Linked DNA regions of Zea mays: all the other regions are linked to region 1. The links are chromatin contacts, called in public Hi-C maps. All regions are on one chromosome and are shown on one strand. The core of a region is the stretch at or near the end of the contact, and the rest is flanking DNA. Distances in the headings are between cores, read along the strand shown.

Region 1 (4,158 bases), core at 349-2,848:
GGCGCGGACAGAGCTGCCATGGATGGCGGTGGATTGCAGAGAGGAGCACGGAGCAGGGCAGACTGCAGAGGTGTGGGCGCCAAGAATCGTGGCGGACTGCAGAGAGGAGAGCAGGGCGCGGCTGCCATGAATCTGTGCGCGATTTGTGGGCGCGGATAGAGCTGCCATGGATGGCGGTGGATTGCAGAGAGGAGCGCGGAGATGGCGGTGATTCTTGGCGCAGATGGCGGGCGAGAGAGACATCAGAGAGGAGAGCGGAGTCGGACCTTCAAGAACCACACGGACCTTCCCTCGATGTGTTGATTCTCCTTCCATAATGGCGGGCGAGAGATCGGATGCTCGAGATAGGACAGCGGGGGCGGGGGCGAGGGCGAGACAGTGAGAGGAGAGCGGGCGACGGCAGAACCGTGCACCAAAAAAATGTGGACGTCTACACTAACGTCTTATATAATAGTAGAGATATAGGGAAGGGGGACCTGCCACCCCTCCACTAAGATTGTCTCCAGTAGGTAGTGTAAAATAGGGAACGCGAAACTTAAATGACACTATTTACATAGTAATATTTAAAAGAGAATATGATAGGAGTGTGCTAGAGACAGCCTAAGCGTCTAAGCGGTAGGTACCTATTGTCCCCCCGACCGAATGAGAGTGAGGCTTGCCACCTCTCCTAAAATTGTCTCAGGGGGTAGTATAAAATATAGGAAAGCAAAAACTATAGATGACACTGTTTACAGAGTAAGGTTTAAAATAGGAGATGTGATAGGAGATGAGATACGGGGTCTCCTAGAGATAGAGATGACAATGGATACCTGAAACCCAAAAACCGATGAATTTTACCCGATATGTAGACGAGTATGAGATGGTTTCTCTATCCGCGGGTATGTTAATGGTCAAGAATCTCTACCTGTTGGGTAGACAGATACAGGTATAGATGGATACTATCCATACTCATGTACCCATATGTAAAATATACCGACGTCATATTATTATTATCAATAATAAAGCAGATCTTAGCTAAAAAATCCTTCTCAACTATTATTTGTTTAACTATTATGTAATCTCATGGTTTAAGTTGAACTTATATTTGTGTGTTTATTTAACATTCTAAGTGATACAAATATTAGAATTTGAGACCTTACAGGTACGGGTTAGCCAACAGGTAAAATTACCCGTATAGGTATAATTTTTATTAGCCAACGAGTAAGTTTTTATACCCACAAGAGCAGATGAGTAACCTGACAAGTATAATTTTTATTGACGAGTACATGTATAAAATAAAATGATACTACTCGATGGGTATATACTCGTTGGTATCCCTAGCTGAAGCTACAAATCCCAAAAGGCCCGGGTGCAAAAAAAAAGTTCAAATAAATTTTACATCTAGGTGTCGGCCGCTCCTCCTAGGACGACAGGCACCTAGACTTGTACTTTTAAGAACCGCGATATGAAATGAAACTTCAAATATTTTAAATATAAAAACGAAAAAGTTACGCTAAAGCGGGCAACCAAACAAAAACCGAGCCAAACTCAGCTAACCCAATACAACCTACCCAACAGACCCGCACTGTATTGCAGTAAACAGGCCAAGCCCACCCAGGCTACCGGTAGCTACCCAGCTACCCAGCTATCCAGGCAAACCCGCGCCTCTCAAATGGGCAACGAATGTCAGTACAACAGCTGCAGTAAATAATGGTAACAGGTAAAATGTGACGATGCGAGACATTGGAGCATATGATAATCTCATTAGTTATTATTTTATTTTAGATTGCTGTCAAAGAAAACCAACGTATCAGTTCGCTGCCAAGTGCAAGAGTTGGGATCAAAACTGCAAAAGGCTATATTTCTGTACATGATATTAATCGCAAGAATGACTTCCATTGGCCATTACCAATAGAATACAAATTGACCCAAATATATCTGAGTGCAGTGGCCACCAGAGACTAGGCCTTTCTTATATTTGTGGGGTGGGGGTGGGGGGGGGGGGGGGGGGTAGGGGGCTCCTGCATGCCAGTAACATGATCACCTGCAGCAATCGAAACAAATATGAGGCCAATCAAGGCATCCCTGGTAGTCGGTTAAGGTAGAAGTGCAACGATACACTATTTTTTCCCTTTAGGCTTGCTGTCCAGGGAATGTTTCATGAACACCAACTGAAGTTGATCTGTACGAAATCAAGTATGTTATCATCTTTTCTTATGAAGAATTGAGAAAAGTATACAAGTCCATGCAGATGGATGCACAATTCAACCATTAAACACGACTCTATAAGCTGCACAAAATAAAACTAATAAGTTACCGAAACTGAAACCATTTGTTTTATTATCATTTGGTATTGACATGCTTAATTTTTAAAATGCATCACAATAGATATTTGTCTACGCGATTGCATGCATTTGCACAGTAAGCGACTTAAGACATCATTGTAAGCAGCCTGCTCCGTGTGGGAACTTTGATATAAGATAATTAAGCAGATGAGATTTTTTTTTCAGTCTGTACAGTGAGCTTTAAAGCAGGTATCGCAAATACTACGTAAGACAATATCAGGAGCGCCAATTAACCCAACAGACAAACAAACAAACAAGTGTATCTTTTTTCTTCTTGAGAAGCAGCAACCAAGGAAAAAACTTACCACAGAAGCGATCTTGGTAATGATGAGAGTTCCTCAGGGTTTAGACCTTCACGGGCTGCACTGCCACCACTAGCTGACAATGTTTTGTTTTTACTGTCAGCCTCTGACACTGAGTCAACCTTGCTAGTACCATTTACACAGTAGTTCTGCAACCACCTATCGGTCTCCCAGAGGACGTGCATGATACTCTCCCTGGCAGAGTACCCATGGCTCTCAAAAGGAAGTATTACCAAACGAGACAGTGCACCATGACCTTTCAAGGCATTGAAGAATCGGTCTGACTGCAAAAAGAAAAAGGACAAACCATAAGATCAATAACGCAGATTAGTAAAAGTCACTAACCAGTAACAAAAATAAGCAGAAAATCAAATCATGAGAACATAGAGAATATTTCCACAGAAAATAATGAAGACTTGCATAAAACAACCAGAAGCAAACAAGTCAGTTTAATGGTAAAGACACTCCAAATCAAGCAGGTCTAATATCACATATGCAAAATTAAAATTGCTATCCTGGTACAACAATTAAAAGTGTAGTCCTTGGTAGCATGCGTGATTATACTTCTTACGAATCTACCTCTCACTGAAGAAGTTTGGGTCACTTGGACTACTTGTGTATGGAATATTACTCTTGTTATTGTTTGCTAAGATTCAAGCATCATATGCAGTAGGAAGCAGCAACAAAGTTCAAACACTTTTCCAGAGAGATTGATAGATTTCATAGGCTATGAGCAGGCTTGTAGCATAAGACTTGACCTGCATTGTCAATGTCCCAGAATTGTTGTCCTGCTCTCCATGGATAAGTAAAATTGGTTTCTTGATTTTGTTTGCAGACATGAAAGGGCTCATCTCGACATATGTGTTTGTTGCCTCCCAGAGTGTTCTATCCTCGTTCTGTAGAAAAAGCAGGTTGTTACTAAAGACTCAAAATCTATTCCATGTATAGAAACAGCATTTGTCTGTACCTGAAAACCAAATGGAGTTAGAGTCCTGTTGTAAGCTCCAGAGCGAGCGATTCCACAGCAGAAAAGATGAGGAGCGTGAGCCAGCAGATTAGCTGTCATGAATGCACCATATGAATGACCACCGACAGCAATTTTATCAGGGTGAGCCACCTAAGGAAATACAAGAAAAGGGATCATGTCAACTCTCAAAAGGTATCGCTCAAGATAGAAGAATGTTTTAAGTATATTTGCAAAATTGGAGGCTCAACATATGAATGAACTTTACAAAGTGCACCATAAATAGCACTCATAAAAGTGGCTGTGATTGCAAAAACACATTTTGTGAACATATTTGTGAATGAAAAGGTAGAAAAGGCTTACCCCTCTTTTGACAACTTCCTCAACTGCAGCCTCTGCACTCGTTACTAGTTGTTCCACATATCTGCAATAGTTTGTAATACTGAAATAGTAAATATACTACGGTGTAATGGCATAGTTCAAAATTATTCAGTCCTGCAGAAGAGTATAGAATAGATCAAAAGTAGACAATATACCTGTCATTGGCCTCTTCATCGCCTTCACCGAT
Region 2 (4,139 bases), core at 339-2,838, 370 kb before region 1:
AACTAAAAGTCTAAAAGTAAACATTACATAGAAAGTAAATGTTCCTCCTTTGGCCTGGCCAAGCAGATAAGTACTTGCCCCAGAACGATTTCTTAGGAACCAAAGAATCATTTTCTTCCGCACCATGAAAAAATGGTGCCAACACATGAAAGAGTACCAAGTTACTGCTACGTCTTGCTATAACAAAAGAAAGGAGTTCAAAGCATGCATGAGCAAAGAAAAACAAGACAACAGAAGACTTCTATGAACTGTAATGTTGAAGCACATACACACACATGATGCCTCTCAAGTAACGGCCTGATGGCACTGAAAACTGCCCACCAAAAAAGCATTGCAGACTTGAATACTCTCAGAAGCAAACCAACTGTTCAACCCTAGCATTCATATATTCATCTTAAGAATGAAGAAATGCATGTTTACTTTTGGCCTAGCCATAAGGCGGGTACTTGGCCTGATGGAAATCCAAAGACCAAAAGAAAAGAAATTTATTTTGCACCAAGCTCATATAGCCCACAAAATTATATACGAGTGGACGATGAATAATGTTGCTTTTCAGCTTACTAGAGGGGCCCATTAGCAAACAGAGCACTTGAGCAGTCATTTATAAACAAATGATGAAAGGTTACTCACCACTCCATGATGGCTGCCAGTGCTCAGGGTGATAATTGGATATGCTCAAACAAATCTTCTTCTGAATCTCAAAGCGTCCACTTGGCTTCAGCACATAGTGAAGTCAGCAATGGCTCACAAACACGTTAGTGAGATAACAGATGACAATTAGAACATAAATACTACATACCGTGAGTAGCATGAAGGACGGCGGCTTGAATGGATAATCCGAGGGAAGCTGGATCCTGCCATGATAGATTCCACCCTCAAACTCGCTGTCTCTCGGGCCAAGGATAGCAAATTGCCACTCGAAGATGTCTTCCTGGTCAAATGCATGTAAGTGAACCTCTTAGTAATAATTATTATACATAAGAAGCTTAGCAGTGAATCAAATTGGCATATTGAGTCTCATTGCAAAAAAAAAAAAATATTCCCTTCATTCGGAGATAAAATTTAAAACATACCCCACTTGATCCTCAACTACTACAGCAGCAAGTTCCTACTGCTAATTGATCGTATTAGCAGTTTAATTAACAGATCTAGAAAAAAACGCAAGCGAACCGGTCAACAAATTATCGAGACCCTAAAACGCCGAACACCGCAATAGAAAAAATACAATCAATAATCAATCGACATTCGATTAAGGCATGAATAAGATCAGATCGGACAAATTTCGTTATTATAGTGAGCGATAGGGTTGAGATTGGGACCTCGAGGGGGAGGGCCATGAAGTCGGGTGAGGGGTTGGACTGCATCTCCTTAACCTCCTGCAGGATCCGCTTCACTGCCGGGTTGCTTCGGTTGTACTTAGCCATGGTCTCCATCACTGCCTCCTCAGGGAACCCTCTATCCTCGCCGCGGCCGCCGTCTACCGACGCAAGGGTTGGGCAGCCAAGTTGGGAATGGAATAGAAGAGAGAGAGGACGAGACACAACGAGAGGTAGCGGAAGCGCGTGAGGTAGCGAGTGGCGACAGCCACTGGCCCACAGCCGAACAGCTTTTATATATATATATATATATATATATATATATATATATATATATATATATACTGTTATTATATATTACACCTGAGTGTATTCAATATAGAGAATGCACCCAGACGCAACCTACGCGCCCATGTGCACATGGTCCGACCCAACCTATCCACACAGCCGAACCGACGCAGCGGAACCGATATTGTGCCTTTTCACTTACCCGCGCCCGACTGCGCCTTTTTTCCACTTTCCTGGCCCTCCGCGTACGGCTCAATCCATTCTCTTCCCCGGCGACCTAGCCCTCACCGTAGCCGTTGTGCGCTCGCTCCCGTTCCCGTCTTCGTCCATCCCGCATGCTCCCGCACGCTCCCGCTCGTTCCCAGCTCCGGCCCCCTCCACACTTCTCCGCGAACGGATCCTCCGCTCCCGTCAGAATCGTTTGCTCGCCTGAGTCGTAGACCGCGAACGTCGACGTAGCCCGCGCCGGAGTAGTTTGCGCCCGCGACCGCCGTGTAAGCGCATCCGATCTCTCTCCCATTTCTCTGTCCCCATTTTTTGGATTTGTTTTGTTATTTTCGGTAATAGACAGGTAAACCCCATTTTTTCCCCAAGTGTTGCAACTAGTATTATTCGTTGATTGGAATTATTAATTGTTGTATTCTAGGTTATAATCTAGGTTAATGCGGATACATTTCATTTTTGAACAAGCAGTTTGTGTTCTAGGTTATAATCTCAGATGTTTCCACTTTTATTGTAACTGCAGTGTACCTTTTGTTGCAACTGGTCCATGACATAAGTTGCAACTGTATAATTTTTACTTTCAGACCACATACATCATTACTGTCTTTTATAACAGTGCTCGTATATAACTAGTTATTTGTTTAAATTCACTGTTGCAACTGTCCCAGTAGTAATTTTTTTAGCAGTCTTGTTGCAACTGGCTTATGTCGAATGTTGCAATTCTGTCCCAGTACTAATGTATGTGTGCAGCATTAGTGTGTATTGCAACTATTTTTTGTTCCTATTTTTGTACTGTGTGTTTTAGTTTGTTGATTAGCAATTTTTGGTTATGAGATCTGTACCATGTGTCTGTGCCCTCATGTTTTTTGCATTCCCATTTTTTCAGTGTTTTTTATAATGGATCAAGATCAGAATGTATCAGGCCAGCAAGGCGCTCATGCTGTCCGTCGCTCTCCCCGTGTTGAAAACAAGAGAAAGCAATTAGATAAAAATGAATTAAAGGAAAGGAAGAAGAGATTAAGGTTGAAAGTCCCTCCTATACAAGACGCCGAAAGTGATGATGAAAAAGACACAGAGTTTGTTCCTGGTGGCGATGGGTCTGGTGATGACAATGTTGGTATTGTTGGTGGAGATGAAAATAAGGGTATAACTAAGACACGAGCTATTCGATGCTCACCTGGGAAGTTTATAAAGCTTGTGAATTCTCTATCTGATGAATTGAAAAGTGAAGTGGTTGCTAAGGGGTTTGGCGGCCTGCTTAGATTCAAGCCACATTTATTGTCGAGAAAGTTGCTTAGCTGGCTGATGCGGAAGCTTAACCCAGAAACAATGAAATTAGAGATTGATGGTGGGAAAGAGATTCAAATCACCGAACACAGTGTTTGGTGTGTTTTGCAGTTACCAAACGTTGGCAGTGATCCGCCCCCCATGTCTGATGCAGATGCTCGTGCCTTGCGGGACGAGCTGGGGGAGCAAATTTGTGGGAAATCTTATAGACGCATATCTGGCATCAATATATCTGTTATCACTGATAGATTGCAGAAGAGGACTCTCAATGGGGAGCTGGGCCTGAGAGCCTTTTTCATGGCAGCATTTCAGTGTCTTCTATTCTCCAATACTGACACTCGCATCAGGATTGATGATGTGAAGTACACTCAGGACATCCAGAACATGGGCAACAAGAACTGGTGCAAAGCTGTAGTAGACAGGATGAGCATAGCTGCTCGTCTTTATAGAAAGGATTTTGCGGAGAAAGGCATTAACGCACCCATCAGTGGATGCGGGATCTTTGTAGCTGTAAGCTCAACACACACATTCAATTTTTGCCCTTGCAACTTACTCTTCCAATTACACAAGTAGTAATTTTTTATGTTTACTGTTACAACTGTCATATGTTACAAGTTGCAATTTGAGGGCATTTTTTTTATGATAACTTAGTTCACACATTCACATGTATTTTGTAATTTATGTTGTTCATAAAGTAGCAATAATTTTAGTATGAGGCTATTTCAACTGGCTTATTGCACCTGTGCCAATTTGGTTTACTTTTTTTCATTATATGAATTCAACCTAAAATACCCATGTGTCTTTTACCTAATGTTAAAAACATGCAGATGCTTTATGTCGACAACCTGCAACATGGATTAGACACAAGTCCTTTTTCAATCCCTCGATGTGCTTTCTTGGACTCCAAGATGATTGATGCTATAGCAAATATGGATCTCAGGGGAGATGTTCCTCCTGGGACCACTGAGTTTGGACACCTCAGGGTAAGTTGCAAATGATACTCCACAATAGTTGCAATTTGTTATT
Region 3 (4,007 bases), core at 1,022-3,521, 410 kb before region 1:
GCGAGCAACGGCTAGAGATTTTGGGAATAGAATAAATATATACCATACATATATATAAGAGTATATATCTATTTAGGTCGGACTGGGGGCCCTACTAACTTTGGGGGCCCTGAGCGGCGGCATACCCTACCTACCCTCAGGGCCGGGCCTGACAAGTCCCTATCGCTTGCTTGGTGCTAGCGTTGCGGTACCTGGCGGGTCCTGCAAAGTGGGCTTATGGTAAGGTTCAGGTCGTGTCTGGTATAGCTTTATCTTCCATCATACCCTTTGCGTCATTACCAAGCGCACATAGGTATACGTCCGATATGAGGTATTGTATTGACCTTTTTGATGTATGGATCCCTGTAGAGACTCCAGTGCTGAAGCCTCCACGACTGAAGTTGATGAGCCCAGTAAGTCAGTGAGGTTTTATCCGTGGGGTGCATGCATGGGTGTTATATCGTGTCTGTCTGACGTCTTTTGGTAGTGTAGGTACGGCCTGGTCGTGGTTTGGTGACGTTGTCGCGGCCGTCGTGGGCCGACAGCGTCGGCCCGGGTTCCTTCCTTGCGGATTCGGTCGGCGGGGACTTAATCGTTCGCCTCGCCTCGCAGACTTGCTCGGCGGGGACTTTGTCGTTCGTCTCGTCTTTCGAACTTGCTCGGCTGAGGTTTGGTCGTTTGCCCCGCCTCGCAGACTTGTTCGGCGAGGGCTTGGTCGCTCACCTCGCTTAACATACTTGCTTGGCTATGATTTGGTTGGTAAATGTCCAACGAGAGTTTTATGAGCCTTACCTCATGTACCCCTTTCTGGGTAACCGGCAGATCGTATGGTCCAAAAAGATTTTGATAATACTTATATTCCTTTAAAGTATCATCCCATTTGATGACTCTTCCCTTATCCTCAAGCTGGAAAATACGAGATTTACTATATTTTTTATTTGCTACCAAGTGAAAGAACTTTGTGTTATCATCCCCTTCTAAGAGATTTTTCTGATCTTTGGAACCACTTAATTTCTTTCTCCCTAGAAGTTGTTAGGAGTCTAACCTTCAAACAGGCTCTTACATTTGAATCAGAAGACGATAAGGTCCCCTTCTCAGCATTTTTATCCAGCTCTTCAAGCTTTTCCATCAGAGCCAAACACTAGTGGATAAAACCCAAAATTTCCTGAACGTGCATATTATATTGCTGAACAGCTGAAGCCTGAAAGCAGACACACGCGATCAATTACTCCACGAGCTCGCCCACGGCAGCAGTAAAGAAGCCCGTCCTACTTACTAAAGAACCCAATGTCCTGACAAAACACTGGCCAACATGATTAAGCAGCATGGCATCATCTAGGGCGCACCAAACCTGGAGTGATCAGCAAGACAGCAACTACATAAACAACAACCCAAGTCCTAGGTTGCATCAACGACGTCTTCTATAATCTAATGGATGGACGAATAAAGTATGCCATTTCCCAATGCCTGTCACGAGAAGGTCTCCGACCCTCCCAGAAATTTCAACTCCAACTCTTAATTATTCAATATGGCCGCGCCTACTATACAACTCTGCCCGTCAAAGATACAGATGATTATAAAACTGTTTGGTTCAGTCTTAGAATCTAGCTGTGAGGATTATGTGGGCAGGAAAATAAAGGGATATTTAGGATCTAGAAAGTGATAAATTCTTTTCTATCGTAATACTCGCCGATTGTATACTTCTTGGACGATTTTTGTAGAAACAATCTGAAATAGCTAGACATTTAGCACTCAGTTGTAGTTTGTGACGGCCAAAATTTGGATTTAAGCTGGGTCTATGCTCCTCTTCGTTTATGTTCATGGATGAGCTCCTCCAGCTTCCAACTTTCTATGGTACTACTGAACGGTTTTGACCTAGGGTCCCTGCCGCACAGGGAGTGGGGACCTGGGGGCCGCACTCAACGTTCAAAACGCAGGAGTCCGTCACAATTCACAAGTGCCGAAGTGCGTACTGGCGTGGGCACTGGGCAAGTGGGCAGTCAGCACGCCCCTGTTCTCACTTCACAGGTCACAGTGGCGCGTGTGGAAAGCGCAGGTCACTCGGCGCGGGGAAACACAGGAAAAGGCTGCTGCAATTGGCGCTGCCACCGAGGCCTCTCTCTTTCTCGGTTTCTCTCTCTCTCACGTGGTATCTCCTCGGCCCTCTCGCCTGTCCTCGCACACCAGCGGTCCAGGAGTCCAGCCCTCCGCCCGCCCCCCTCCCCTCCACCTCCCCTCCCAGGCTCCCACCCCAAATTCCCCCCTCCCACCCGTCGGTTCTGTAGCCCTCTACATTTCTGGGTTTTGGGTCGTCTCCACGGGCTGGGTTTGGGGTCGGTCGGCGGCGGCGGCGGAGCTAGGAGTGGAGGCCTGAGATATACTCCAAGCGGGAGTCTGGGCGCTCTCTGCGGTCGGAGAGGCGCGGGTGAGATCTACGAGGGCCGCTGCGTCGTTCTCGCAGGGCCGGCGGAAGACATGGGTTTCCTCTCGGCGAAGCTGCTGCCGTCGTGCGAGAGCGTGTGCGTGTGCTGCCCCGCGCTGCGCCCGAGCTCGCGCCGCCCCGTCAAGCGCTACAAGAAGCTGCTCGCCGAGATATTCCCCAAGACGCCCGTGAGTATCGTTTCCTCCTCTCCTTCGGTTCAGTCTACGCGCGTCTAGTTTAGGAAGTCCGGTATCGGCATTGCCTGGCTGTTGCGGCTGCGTGATGCATTGTGTCATTTTGGATCTGCAAGTAGTTGGTAACATGCTTCCTTATAAAATGCCTAGCGGAATAATATTTGCTCTGTCAATCGTGTCGAATCCTGTCTTCTCTAACTTAATTCTGTGGATAATGTTGATTTTAGTGCTGATTGTATGTGGCATTATTGGTCAAGTGTGTCGCTGCTTACTGTGTTTACACGCTCTACTTTTTGCAGGATGGTGCTCCGAATGAGAGGAAAATAGTGAAGTTGTGCGAGTATGCTGCGAAGAACCCATTGCGCATACCAAAGGCATGTGATGTTGCCATTTTGTGACGTATTGCCCTGCTACAGGACGATGTGGTTAATCATTGCTTGTTTATTCTTCACTGCTTGCCTGCCTGCCAGATTGCCAAGTTTCTAGAGCAGAGGAGTCACAAGGAGCTGCGCTCTGCCCATGTGAACTTCGTCAGAATCATCACTGAAGCTTACAGCAAGCTACTCTTCATTTGTAAGGAGCAGATGTGAGTTTGCTAATTTCTTAAGTACCACTTGTGCACTATTTATTGCAATGTTAACTGTTGATGATAAGGTTTTGTGGCAGAGTTCTTATGTTGTCCTACTTGCACATGTGTTGTTGCAGGGCATATTTTGCCATCAGCCTAGTGAATGTCCTTACCGAGCTTCTAGAAAGCAAGCAGGAGAATGTTCACATCCTTGGCTGTCAAACTTTAGCAAACTTTATTAACAGTCAGGTGGGGCATGACAGCCAGACATGTTCTGTGCTTTAAATTCTCACTTAATTGCTAATTGGTCATAATAATTTTTTGTTTGAGCCTTTGAGGTATGCTTTAGGATTCATTTTCCCCTCGCATATTAGCAGGTAGACAACACATATGCACGCAATATTGAAAGCTTGGTGCACAAAGTATGTGCACTTTCACGTCGACAAGGAGAGGATCACAGGCTTCTTAGGGCCGCAAGCTTGCAGTGTCTGTCAGCAATGGTATTACACACTTCACTTCTGTCCCCCGTTTACTTTCCTGACGTTTTCTGGCATTTCCCCCCTGAGATTTAAGCTCACTGACTATCATAATATTTCTGCAGATCTGGTTCATGAAGGAGCATTCATACATATTTGCTGATTTTGATGAGGTTGTATCATCTTTTCATAGCATTGACCTGCTGTTAATACTTCTGTTTGCCTTTCCATTATCTTGCTTGTTTGTACAGCTTATTTTCATGCTTAGAAATAACCAGCTTGTCCGATTAGACTTGCTTCATGTCAGTCTTCTCTTGCTTGAGTTGCCTTGTCTCGAATTCTGGACCTAGTACTATTTGAGGCTGCAA

What was found. A called contact is a pair of places that touch in the nucleus more often than the background predicts.
Region 2: a contact with region 1 is called in a Hi-C map of endosperm, with 2.1 times the contacts expected there. The contact joins the promoter of LOC103634565 here to the enhancer-like site in region 1. A contact is called at or near these places in 2 of 25 Hi-C or Micro-C datasets (bundle sheath and endosperm).
Region 3: a Hi-C map of endosperm shows a contact between it and region 1, with 2.5 times the contacts expected there. The contact joins the promoter of LOC100384293 here to the enhancer-like site in region 1. A contact is called at or near these places in 2 of 25 Hi-C or Micro-C datasets (ear and endosperm).

The regions. Positions count from the first base shown.
Region 1 is chr1:49,054,826-49,058,983 of Zm-B73-REFERENCE-NAM-5.0, reverse strand. It overlaps LOC118473606 (probable glutamyl endopeptidase, chloroplastic), which reads right to left. Exons shown (of 15, transcript XM_035963511.1): 10 at 4,127-4,158; 11 at 3,954-4,014; 12 at 3,594-3,743; 13 at 3,385-3,522; 14 at 2,630-2,910; 15 at 1,730-2,161. The coding sequence ends at 2,161. Among protein-coding and RNA genes, the nearest start is that of LOC118473608, 4.2 kb to the left of the region's middle. Within about 2 kb of position 1,598, at least 16 of the 20 cell types and tissues checked have an H3K27ac peak or open chromatin away from gene starts, as enhancers often do. A contact at or near this core is called in ear and endosperm, where this site is marked.
Region 2 is chr1:49,421,985-49,426,123 of Zm-B73-REFERENCE-NAM-5.0, reverse strand. It overlaps LOC103634565 (ubiquitin-conjugating enzyme E2 32-like), which reads right to left and starts at 1,588. Exons shown (of 5, transcript NM_001347211.1): 1 at 1,320-1,588; 2 at 800-931; 3 at 631-715. The coding sequence starts at 1,433.
Region 3 is chr1:49,468,251-49,472,257 of Zm-B73-REFERENCE-NAM-5.0, reverse strand. It overlaps LOC100384293, which reads left to right and starts at 2,271. Exons shown (of 19, transcript NM_001362343.1): 1 at 2,271-2,589; 2 at 2,895-2,969; 3 at 3,066-3,181; 4 at 3,301-3,412; 5 at 3,541-3,663; 6 at 3,765-3,812. The coding sequence starts at 2,455.